Regions from separate parts of the Mus musculus genome. Here all the other regions are linked to region 3. A link is a contact called in public HiChIP or PLAC-seq and Micro-C data. All regions are on one chromosome and are shown on one strand. Each heading gives the region's core, a stretch centred on a gene start, on an enhancer-like site or on the middle of the called end of the contact. The rest is flanking DNA. Distances are from core to core; before and after follow the strand shown. Region 1 holds the start of Wnt10a (wingless-type MMTV integration site family, member 10A). Region 2 holds the start of Cdk5r2 (cyclin-dependent kinase 5, regulatory subunit 2 (p39)). Region 3 holds the start of Ttll4 (tubulin tyrosine ligase-like family, member 4).

Region 1 (3,738 bases), core at 516-3,015, 130 kb before region 3:
TCTGGCCAATGATTCTGACCCCACTCGGGATACTTTTCTGAGACCAGAAAGCAACATGGCTGGCAGATGCAGGAGTCTTAGAGATACCATCCTGAGAGTTCATGGGGGATAGCTAGCAAGTTTGGGATGGGGGTGGGGGGAAGGACAGGGGCAGCTACCTCGGCTGAAGATGGGGCTCTCGTAGGGGACTTTGTTCCGAGTCTCCAGGCTGGAGCAGTTCCAGCGCTGGTCCCGGAACTGATGCTGGCACTCATGGATGGCGATCTGGATGCCCTGGATAGCAGAGGCGGCCACGTCAGGGTGACGCACACACACCTCCATCTGCCGCCGGCTCAGGCCGGGCAATGTCAGGCACACTGTGTTGGCGTTGAGCACGGGCTCTGGGGGTAGGCGGAGGCCCAGGATGTCGTTGGGTGCTGACCTGCAGGCATATGGGGTGGAGTGGATAAGCATTTTGTGGGAGTCTGTGAGGGCCTGTTTAATAACACACATTCTGTCCCACAGGCCGTAATCACTCTTCCCCCAACCCTGGTTCTTACAGTTGGGCCAAGAATCTATGCCTCTCCCCATCCATTCCAATACAACCCACCCAGCTGCACACCCACGGAGGTAAATGTATGTACTCAGTATTTTAGAAGTTCCTCCCCAGACACAGATGCCTCAAAGGGCGCCCAGGAGCCTGCTCCAAAGCTATGTTTCAGCAACTGGCATTTCTTCAGGCATACTCCTGCACACATAATGGTGGGAGCAGAGACCCAGAGCACTTAGCACTTACACACTTCCTCAGACAGTTATAAATACACACACTCAGGCACATTCACACACATGCTTGCTCTAACATATCTTGGCCCATAGGCTCTCATAGGCACACATGTATTTATTCAAACTGCTGGTTACCTAGCCCAGCTTACACCAGACACAGACACACACAAACACACACAGACACACACAGACACAGACACAGACACACACACACACACACACACACAGACAGACACACACACACACAGACACACAGACACACACACACACACACACACACACACACACACACACACACACACACACACGGCCTTTTAGAGGCAGTCTCTCGCTTGACCCCACCTGAGATGCGGAAACCCCCTCCAACCCCTCTGATCTTGCTCCCATCCGGGGTTATCTGCAAGGTGGAATGAGGTAGTTTCAACTTATTCTTGGAATAGGGGTGCATTGCCCTAAGGGGGGGAGAAACCTTAATTGACACTTATTCCCCCAATACCCATCTCCCGACCTAGCTGCTATAACTCACCTGGGCACTTCCCTATCTCCCTGGATTGCCCATATCCTGTCACCAGTCCAACCTCTTCCTTGGAGGTAGCTCACTATCTTTGATTGGACACCAGCACTTTTCTGTGACCCTTTCTCCCGTTCATTCCAGGGTCCCTTCCCCAGCAAGAGCACCGGAGCGGGCCTGGGGGGTCCTAGCTCTCCAAGAGGGCGGAGCATGAGGTGAGAGCTCACCTGGGCACAGCGGCAGCCAGCAGCAGTAGGAAGAACAGGAGCGCCCAGAACTCAGGCCGCGGCTGGGGCCCTTGTGGGAGCCGCAGCCAGGGGCGAGGGTGGGCGCTGCCCATGGCGCGCGGGCCGTGACAGGCCAGGAGTGGGGGGCTCACAGCCCAGTGGGACTGGCGAACCAGGGTCGCCGGCGCATGATCGGCAGGGGTGGGGCGGCTGCGACACACAGCTCCTACTCAGGTCACAGCTCCCGCAGCAGACGGCGCCCGCCTCCCCGCTCCATGGGGCAGCGCCCCCGGGCACCGCCCTCGGGGGGGTGGATGGGGAGCGGGCGAACCGGGCACCTCCTGGCACAGGGGTCCAGGGAATTTCCCAAGGGCCCCTTGCGACAACTCCTGGTGCCTCTAGAGGGTAAGGGGGAGGGGGCCTCTAGAGGGTAAGGAGGTGCAGCGGGCTGGGGACTGGAGGCCGAAGTTCTGGGGCGCAACCCCCCACCCCAGCGCCGCGCTGCGAGCCTGCGCTTCCGAGGGTGTGCGAGGCGGGCGCGGTGGGGGCGGTACTGTCTGGCCCAGCCCCACCGCCTGAAGAGTGAGTGACTGTCCTGGCTCGGGAGTTCTGTACCCCCCCCCCCCCATGTAGTGTCTAAGGGTTCTACCCCAAGTGACGTCACCACAGGAGGTGGCATGCTCCCGTCCCCGAGGCCACTGAGTCCGCTTTGGACTGGCGCGCCGTGTTTGCTGGAGAGGGGGGAGGGGAACGCATGCAGAGGGTGAAGGAAGGAGAGGTACTGGCATCTTGGCTATTGGCACCATGTACTGTGAGATGTTGGGCACTGGTCTGTGTGTTAACCCGAGTTGTGTGTGCTTCACTGAAGCTGAGACACAGCTGCAGGGGAGTGTCCCAACCCACCCCAGCACACACCTGCGGGTCTGGAGGGGAGAGGCCAGCCCCTCCGTTTTGCCTACTCTGCTTCAGGAGGGACTTCCCCCAGTTTGCCAAGAGAGACAGACAGGTGTGTGTGGAGGTCCCAGAAGGGGATTTGGCAGCCTCCGGCTTCCTCCCTGCTTTGCAAGGTGACCTTCCACAGGTGCTTTGAGAGGCAGCTTCTGTCCCTTCATGAAATAAGTAATGGAGCCCACCTCAGTGGGCTACCAAAAGCAAAAGGGTCAGGTAGCTAGTAAATGACTTTTGTGACCTAGGTGCCTTGAGGGTGGCTCTAGCTGGGAGCAGGGATTAGAGACCATTCTAGTACAGAAGTTTGAAGTCAGAACATTTTACTCACTGCCCCCCTTTTACTTCCCAAGAAAACACAGAGGCCTAGAGAGGCTCATGGCTTACATAAGATCTAACAGCAAATTAGCCAGAGAGCTAACCTGGATTAGTTGTCCTGACCCTCTCCACACCAGCTGTGTCCCCTACACTGAAAACAGCGTGCTATTGCCCAGGGGTGCTTTGAGACATGACCTGATCTGGTACTGGTCTTACATGGGCTGTCTGATTGGTCCTCTAGGGTCCCTTCTTTTCTTCTCTCACCCTCCTGGTTGAACTCTAGACCCCTGCTCAATGTAGAGAGTGTCTGGGACCAGAGAAAGGGTCTGAGAATCAGAGGCTCTGCCTTCTGGTTCTGGTTCTAATCTGGGTCCTGACAGTGAGTCTGACTCCTGCTGTGTCCTAGGCATTATCCTCTGTGAAATGGGCACGGGTCTACTATTATACAAACCCACGGACCTCATGTCCCACAGCTCCCTCTATCTGAAGAGAGCCCCTTTTGGCTTAAGAACAGAATTGCCATAGCCTATGGGCTCCAAGACAAAAGGAGCCCATTCCAGGAATTGACCCTCCTTGGAGAATTGGAGGGGAGGTGCTTTTCTTGCCCCCAGATTGTCAGGTGGTGGGGGTGGCCTGAAGGGCTGCAGGCTGATGACACACTCTCCCTCCTTCCCCCATCTCTGCCGGCAGCCATAGAAGGCAGCTGTCAGGAATTAAGAGCTTGGGGCTGCTGGGGGTTGGGGTGGGACAATGAGGGAGCAGTCTAGCTGGATAGCAGGAAAACAGCCAGGGGCAGGAAGCAGCCTGTGTCAGCAGAGCCTTGTTTGACCCTAGCCACCCTCTGTCCTCCTAACTCTCCCCATCGTGGTGGTGCCCACAGGAACAGGGACCACTTGACACTACAGTGGGGTCACGTGGGAGGGAGGCACAAGCCTGGGATATGCAGCATCTGCAGGCTGGTGAACCAAATTCTGA
Region 2 (3,717 bases), core at 1,021-3,520, 190 kb before region 3:
CCAGGACGATTCCGGTCCCGCCCAGCTCAGCACCTCGGACAATTCCCTGCCCAGCCCCCTCCCCACCCACCCACCCTCCTGAAACAGCGAAATAAATTAAAGTGTGAGGAGGGGATATAACAAGAAATCTAAAGATAAGGAAGAGGACGCCCCTCCCCCAGATAAGAAGAGTTTTCTTTCTCTTTCTATCCATCCACAGAGAAGACACCACCGCTGCAAGCGGGGTAGTCTACCAGGTTGGATCTTGCCCTCAAATCTCAGCCTCCTAAATGAAGGCAGCAGCCCTTTCCTCCTCAACTCCCAGCATGCAACACGTTGGAAAAGGTGGGGAGAGGCCGTGGGGGTGAAGGAAAGGATCACCCTGATCTTTGCCTGGACAACTGAGACTGCAGTTTCCTGTCCAGTCTATCCAAATTTAAAAAACAAAAACCAAAAAACTAAGGATCTGGGGAAAGGAGTGTAGAGTCTTGGGGATCGGTTGGTGGGGGGTGGGGGGTTGCAGGACGACACAAGCAGAGAGAGGGAAGGCAGACAGGAGGGATGGAGGTGACATGACCGGAGGAAGGAAGAGGAACAAGAAGGGTACACGGAAACATAGGTGCTGGAGAAGCGGGGACCGCAGTGGGGTACCATCAGGCTCGGGGTAAGGTAGAAAAGGGTAAAGCCCAGGGAATGCCAATGGACAGGCGGGGGCGGGGGCGGGGGCTGCAGACAGGAGGTAAGACGAAGACACAGAAAGGTGAGGGACTGGACAAAACCCAGGGTGGTGGACTTTGAGATGCCCACAGCAGGAAAGAGGGAGACCAGGGCAGAAATGGAAAGATGGAGGCGCAGACAGACGGAAAGGGTGAACGAAGTTGGGGGTGCACTTCCCGCGATCATCCCCCACGCCCACCCCACGCCCAGTAAATCCAGACACCGCGGCCTCTGGCGTCCTAGCCTCCACCTTCCCCTGTGGGGCAGGGGCGGCTCCTCCTCGGCCCAGCCTGGGCATAGAGCAGCGGTAATAGCGACGGTGGCTTGATGGTCCCGGGGTTTCCGGGTGTGTGTGAGGGGCTGGGGCGGGGGGCGGGCGCGGCCCCTGGGAATCCCTAGCGGTCCAAGTTCATAGTCCAGTGCTTGGCTCCGGTCGCGCAGCTGTCCCTGGCGCTCGAGGAGGAGGTGGTGGACGCGCTGCTTCCGCTCGGTGGACCCCCGGTGCTCGCCGCGGCCTCGCCCTCGTTCTTGAGGTCTTGAAAGACTTGCGTGAAGAAGTGGGGGTCGGCGTTGAGTCGCAGCATCTGCGGGCTGAGCCGCTGGATGAGGCGCAGGCAGCGCTGCCAGAAGCGCTCCTTGTCGGGCTCCACGAGGAACGGCTTGAGCGGGTAGGAGATCTCGTTGCCCATGTAGGAGTAGGCGAGGTAGAGGCAGGTGAGGAAGGCGGCCTGCAGTTCCGCGGCCGACGCCAGCTCGTCCCCACGAAGCGACTCCCGGCACAGCAGGTACACGAACACCAGGTTGGCGGGGGTAATGAAGGCCTGGTCTTGCCAGCCCTGCAGCAGCAGCGAGCGGTCCACGCCGCGGAACCAGCCCACCAGCTCGCCGGGGCTCAGCTCCTTGAGGCGGTAGCAGCGTCGGCACACGAAGTCGCCGAGGCAGCGGAGCAGCTCGCCGGTAGACGCCTGCACGATGACCCGCCGCGGCGAGCCTCCGGGCGCCGGCGGTGCCGCCTGCGGGGCTGGGGGTGGCGGCGGCGGCGGCTTTCCCCCGCCTGAGCCTGGTGGAGGGGCGGCTGCGCTGCCCCCCGACGGGGGCTCGCAGGTGGCAGCGGTCGTGGGCACCGTGGGCACCGGCACGGCCAGGGGCTTGGCTGTTCCGCCACCGTCGGGGCCGTCGCGGCCCTTGCGGAGAAGGTTCTCGCGGTTGCGTTGCTGGACCAGAGGGTCGGGACCGGTGGACGCTGGCTTGGGCGTCACCTTTTTGCTGCCTTTCTTCTTCTTGGCCGAGGCTGCCACTAGGCGCTTCCAGGTGAGCGCCGAGATGAGCACGGACGGCCGTTTGAGCCGGCTCTCGCCTTTGCCGCCCTTGCCGGCCGGCGGCGCGCCGTAGCCCCCCAGCGCCTCGTCCCCCGCGGGCGGCGCCTTCTTTTTCTCCTCCGGCAGCCCTCCCGGCCTCCGGCCCTTGGCCGAGGAAGCAGGGGAAAGCGACAGCACCGTGCCCATCCTGCAGAGCGGGGCCGGCGCCCGGGCCCCAGCGGGAACCGCGGGCGGCGCCGCTGCTGCTGCAGCCCCGGGGGACCCGGCGGTGGGGGGCCTAGCCCCGGCCCGGGCGCGCGGACGGGCGGGGGATGGAGCCGCTCTGCTGCGCCGCGGCGGCTGCTCTGAGCCGAAGCTGCGCCAGCTGCAGCGTCAGCCCCACCCCTTGGGCCCCTTCTTTCGCCACGCCGCGCCCCGCCTCACGCAGCCAATCCTGACTCTAGTTTTCTTTGATCGGCAGCTCCTCTAACCAATAGGATGTTGCATACTAATCTACTGTACCGCCTTACCCACCGCCTGGAGTCTTCAGTCCCTTACCTTTTCCCAAAGGGGGAAAAGGGGGGAAAGGAGGAAAAGGAGAGAGGGGGTGTGTGTGATTCTGAGGTCTCTTTTTCTGGCTGAGCAGGGGGTTGAAGTGAGGTGAAAATGGTCCTTCCCATCTCTTCCTCCAGATCCCAAGACCATGGGTCTGAATGTTTTGATACACTGTGATACACTGGGTCCAAGCCGCAGTATAGAAGCCATGGGAACAGCCTATCATTCGCTCACCTTTGAGTTTGTTTAGTGGGCAATATGGCAGCTTGCCCTCATCGAGACACCCCAGTTGCACCTTCCGGCTTCGCCCATCTGGATGTCCGCTTGCTATCCTCTTCATCGCCCCCCCCCCCTTGGGGACGGGGGTAGGGTGGGGTGGAGGAGACTGCTGCAGGCTCATTCCTGATCTGTAAGAGAATGCTAGTGTGTGAGACTCTGAGCAACCGAGCAAATGCACCCTTTCTCCTTGGCAGAGGGAAGGATGTGTGTCTTTGCTTCACGGAGCAGGAACAGGGGGAAGTCTAAAGACAACCTAATGAGTCTGTACTTGATTCCCTGCTTCTGACTCTGACCCCTGGACAGCTCATTTTTGATTGGTTGTCCCAACAACACATTCATCTCACCCTTGCATGCGTGATGGATGGTTGGACTCCAGGGAACTCTGGAAATTGGTTTAGTTGAAGGCCCCAGTCTGGGGTCTACTGTGTGGAAATCGGTTGGCTCAACTTCCAGTCAAGATCCGGGGTCCTAGTTGAGATGGATTTTAACCAGTAGACAGCTTCCTTGTGCTCAGACTCTAGCTGTTCCCACTCCAGCTGCCAGCTATTATACTGGGAGCTGCCGGTTTCTCTGGACCCCTCCATTCCTGCTACGGACCACATAGGCCTTGATCCCAGACTTTGAGCCTTATCGGCAGGTTGTGAGAACCGCTTGTCCTGGGCCACTTCAGTGTGTCTTGTAGGACCCTCCAGTCTGCTGTCTGTGGCTTCCCTTCCAGGAGTCTTAGTGAACCTTAGGCATTGGTGTGGGGGTTTGGTTTGGTGGGCAGAGAGGTAACTATCCATTCTGTAACAATTCTTAGAATTGTTCTTGGATCTCAGTCTCTGTGTCTCTGTATGCCTGTCTGTCTGTCTGCCTGTCTGCCTGTCTCTCTCTCTCTCTCTCTCTC
Region 3 (3,944 bases), core at 25-2,524:
TTTAAGTTAAGTCTTGGGCCCTAATAAGCCCAGCTCACAGAATGGCTCCCAACAAACACAACTGAGCTCGGACCTCTGTTCAGGCCATGCTGTATCTTTCTAAAGCTACTTTGTAACTTGAATATCTTCCCACTTCTTCACTCCCTGAGAACATTTGATAACTTTCAGGGCCAGGCTTAGAGTCTAATCAGTAAATCGCTAGTAACTTTCCAGACAATAAAGGGAATAGTTTTTATGCAAATAATCTCAGTATTGCAACAATTGAAGGCATAGGATCCAACGGTACCTGCTCTTAAAGGCTCCTCCAGATTACTGCTGATTGGCCAAATCAACAGGCGCTGAAATTGAGATTCGGAATATTCAAAATGACTCCATAAAGGAAGGGTTTCAAATGCTGATTAAAACATTTCCAAGATTCAGAACCGGAATGTAAAGACTGAAGGTGGGGTGACGTATTTTTCCAAACAAATCGCGGTTAAGCGCTTCACTTCTACCACAGCACATACATCAGTATGGCAAATGCTTTCTTGATTAAAAATCTCTTGTTCTATAAACTCTCGAAAACACGTTTGTCTTGCTCACCAATGTACCCTCCCTAGGAACCTTACATAGTGGCTTCACTCGTTACCTACTTGTCGATGTTTATAAAAGCTGTAAATTATTAAATGAAAAAAAATGGCTGGATAAATGAGTTAAATTAGGATCTCAGCTTCTGGAATGTAGGAAAGTGTGTATGGATAACTCAGAGTGGGGTCAGGAAAAAGCAGGCCCTGAAAAGAGCCGGGATTTCAACCCAAGCCAGAATTTAAACCGCAGCGCGGCGGGAAAGAGGACACGCTGAAACCAGGACCGAGAAGGGTGTGGGGCTCGGGCCGCCCGAGGAGAAGCCAACGAAGTTCTCCCCGCGTGGAGGCTGCCGAGGAGGACTCGAGAGAGGGCCCGGGAGGAGGCCCCGGTCTCCGACTCACCAGAGAAAGGCGAGGTGGCGAACCGGAAGCGGGGTTGGGGGCCGGTGCCAAGGGCTGGGGCCGAGGCACGCGGGAACGGCCGGCCGGGGTCGGACACCAGCTCTGCGACCACACTCACCTACGGTACCCTACTTCGCCGCGACTGGACGCCGGCTCCGCGCCGCTTCTTCGCTGCGCCTGCTGGGCGAGCGGGCGACCTCAGGTGTCCCTAGCAACCAAGCTCCGCCACGCGACCCACGCTCTGCCGCTTTCTGTCCCACACAGAGCGCGCCCCCAGCGGACAGATCTAAGGCCAGAAAGGAATGGGAGGGGGAGGGCCCGAGGCAAGCGCGCCGAATCCCAGCCCTTGTGCAGCCTAGAGAATGGGGGGGGGGGGGGGGGGAGAAGGAGGGACTTGGGGGGAGGGAGAGAGAAAGTGCAAGGAATTTGCGCACGCGCAAACTTGTCGACACGGTGGAACTCTTGCGAGCGGAATTCTGGGAACTGTAGTCCTGCAAGTAAAGGCTCCGTTCTGGGAATCCACGATTCATTCTACCTAACCACTATGGACTCTGACCATACAGCGCCAAGACTCTATTAAAGAATTCCTACCAAAATTCCATGAGTTTGAGGCAAGTAAGAGGAAGTGGCTCAAGGCACTTTAACTCTCTCCCACTCACCTTTCCCTAAATCCAAACACGGAGCGGGACGAGACAAAGCAAGACATAACTACAACTACCAGTTTTATGGGCTTCGAGTGAGAACTTTACCTAAGTGTGAGTCCTTTCATAATCTCTCCACGCAGAATAGATCCCCCTGTTTCAGATGTCGCTGGATCTATTAAATTTAGAGAACTATAAAGTCAGCTGGATGGCAAAAGGAGCTTTCTCAAACAGGCTATGATAATTAACGATATAACTAACCTGATGAGGCCTGGGCACCGGTTGTGCACTTCTTTAACCCCACCATTCGGTAGGCTGAGGCAGGTGGATCTCTGAGTATGAGGACAGCCTGGTCTGCAGAGTGAGTTCAGATCAGCTAGGGCTATGCAGAGAAAAACTAGCCTGGTGAAAACAATTTGAACTTAGTAGCAAAATACTTAAGCAACAGTCATTGACAGATGTTGAACTATGAAAGGGTTACTTATCAATTTTAGATCAGGAAATCTAGGGCAATTATCTAGTTTGTCTCCTGATGAGATTTGGATTACACAGCAATATTTATAAAGTATGGCTTATTTTACAAAATGTTAAATTTTAACAATTTAAAAGCTGAATCTAATCAAGCATTGACTCTAACTTCAGTATACAGGATATAGAGGAAAACAATTGAGTAATGCTATAGAATCAGATAAATTCAGAATTTTAACCAATATACAGTATAAATGAACTTTCTTAGACAAAATGGGAGTGCTGGAGCTGAAGAAAAATGTTGGGAGCCGCGCCCACATTCGCCGTTACAAGATGGCGCTGACAGCTGTGTTCTAAGTGGTAAACAAATAATCTGCGCATGTGCCAAGGGTATCTTATGACTACTTGTGCTCTGCCTTCCCCGTGACGTCAACTCGGCCGATGGGCTGCAGCCAATCAGGGAGTGACACGTCCTAGGCGAAGGAGAATTCTCCTTAATAGGGACGGGGTTTCGTTTTCTCTCTCTCTTGCTTCTTGCTCTCTTGCTTCTTGCTCTCTTGCTTCTTACACTCTTGCTCCTGAAGATGTAAGCAATAAAGTTTTGCCGCAGAAGATTCTGGTCTGTGGTGTTCTTCCTGGCCGGGCGTGAGAACGCGTCTAATAACAATTGGTGCCGAATTCCGGGACGAGAAAAAACTCGGGACTGGCGCAAGGAAGATCCCTCATTCCAGAACCAGAACTGCGGGTCGCGGTAATAAAGGTTCCCGTAAAGCAGACTGTTAAGAAGGATTCAACTGTATGAATTCAGAACTTTTCAGCTGGGGAACGAGAGTACCAGTGAGTATAGCTTTACGAGGTAAGCCTGGCCTTGAACTTTCTAAGGAAATTCAAGACAGTCTATCAGAAGTAAAGTGGAAAATGGCTTTACAAGTTATGTTTGGCCTTGAATTTTTTCTAGTGTTAGAAGCCCTTTTGTTCCTTTTCACATGTTATCAAGTGGTTAAGGCAGGGCGGATTCTAGATGAAATTCAGGACAAGCTATCAGAAGTAAAGTGGGGAGAGAGAGTAGGAGCAAAGAGAAAATATGGTACACAAAATAAGTATACAGGCCTTTCCAAGGGTCTTGAACCCGAGGAAAAGTTAAGGTTAGGTAGGAATACCTGGAGAGAGATTAGAAGAAAAAGAGGAAAAAGGGAAAAGAAGAAAGATCAATTAGCGGAGGTCTCTAGGAAAAGGAGCCTGTGCTCATCGCTGGATGGGCTCGGGGAGCCAGCTCTTAGTAGCTCTGAAGCAGATGAAGAATTCTCCTCTGAGGAAACAGACTGGGAGGAAGAAGCAGCTCATTATGAGAAAAAAGGGTACCAGCCAGGTAAAGTGCTAGCTAATCAGTTAAGGAAGCCAAAAGCGGCTGGCGAAGGCCAGTTTGCTGATTGGCCTCAGGGCAGTCGGCTTCAAGGTCCGCCCTATGCGGAGCCCCCGCCCTGCGTAGTGCGTCAGCAATGCGCAGAGAGGCAATGCGCAGAGAGATGCGCAGAGAGGCAGTGCGCAGAGAGGCAGTGCGCAGACTCATTCATTCCCAGAGAGGAACAAAGGAAAATACAACAGGCATTTCCGGTCTTTGAAGGAGCCGAGGGTGGGCGTGTCCACGCTCCGGTAGAATACTTACAGATTAAAGAGCTTGCCGAGTCGGTCCGTAAATATGGAACCAATGCTAATTTTACCTTGGTGCAGTTAGACAGGCTCGCTGGCATGGCACTAACTCCTGCTGACTGGCAAACGGTTGTAAAAGCCGCTCTCCCTAGTATGGGCAAATATATGGAATGGAGAGCGCTTTGGCACGAAGCTGCACAAGCGCAGGCCCGAGCAA

What was found. Hi-C and Micro-C count contacts between places; a contact is called where the count stands out from the background. HiChIP or PLAC-seq counts read pairs in DNA pulled down with a chosen protein or histone mark.
Region 1: a contact with region 3 is called in an H3K4me3 HiChIP or PLAC-seq map of the 230-238 cell line, with 22 read pairs. The contact joins the promoter of Wnt10a here to the promoter of Ttll4 in region 3. A contact is called at or near these places in 15 of 39 promoter capture datasets (the 3T3-L1 cell line, 3T3-L1-derived adipocytes, the C10 cell line and 10 more), 6 of 484 Hi-C or Micro-C datasets (CD4 T cells, CD8 T cells, memory CD8 T cells and 2 more), 8 of 115 datasets of contacts at active chromatin or transcription factors (the 230-238 cell line, the SCID.adh cell line, effector CD8 T cells and 5 more) and 2 of 9 other capture datasets (adipose tissue and liver).
Region 2: a contact with region 3 is called in a Micro-C map of embryonic stem cells, with 2.9 times the contacts expected there. The contact joins the promoter of Cdk5r2 here to the promoter of Ttll4 in region 3. A contact is called at or near these places in 1 of 39 promoter capture datasets (liver), 3 of 484 Hi-C or Micro-C datasets (all in embryonic stem cells), 2 of 115 datasets of contacts at active chromatin or transcription factors (the SCID.adh cell line and pancreatic cancer cells) and 2 of 9 other capture datasets (adipose tissue and pancreatic islet).

The regions. Positions count from the first base shown.
Region 1 is chr1:74,790,046-74,793,783 of GRCm38.p6, reverse strand. It overlaps Wnt10a (wingless-type MMTV integration site family, member 10A), which reads right to left and starts at 1,765. Exons shown (of 4, transcript NM_009518.2): 1 at 1,501-1,765; 2 at 159-421. The coding sequence starts at 1,613. Gm32099 (a long non-coding RNA gene) reads left to right here. Exons shown (of 4, transcript XR_865547.2): 3 at 1,418-1,488.
Region 2 is chr1:74,853,582-74,857,298 of GRCm38.p6, reverse strand. It overlaps Cdk5r2 (cyclin-dependent kinase 5, regulatory subunit 2 (p39)), which reads right to left and starts at 2,270. Exons shown (of 1, transcript NM_009872.3): 1 at 1-2,270. The coding sequence starts at 2,201. The coding sequence ends at 1,092. Gm16582 (predicted gene 16582) reads right to left here. Exons shown (of 4, transcript NR_151618.1): 2 at 2,784-2,956.
Region 3 is chr1:74,659,032-74,662,975 of GRCm38.p6, reverse strand. It overlaps Ttll4 (tubulin tyrosine ligase-like family, member 4), which reads right to left and starts at 1,274. Exons shown (of 20, transcript NM_001014974.2): 1 at 1,087-1,274.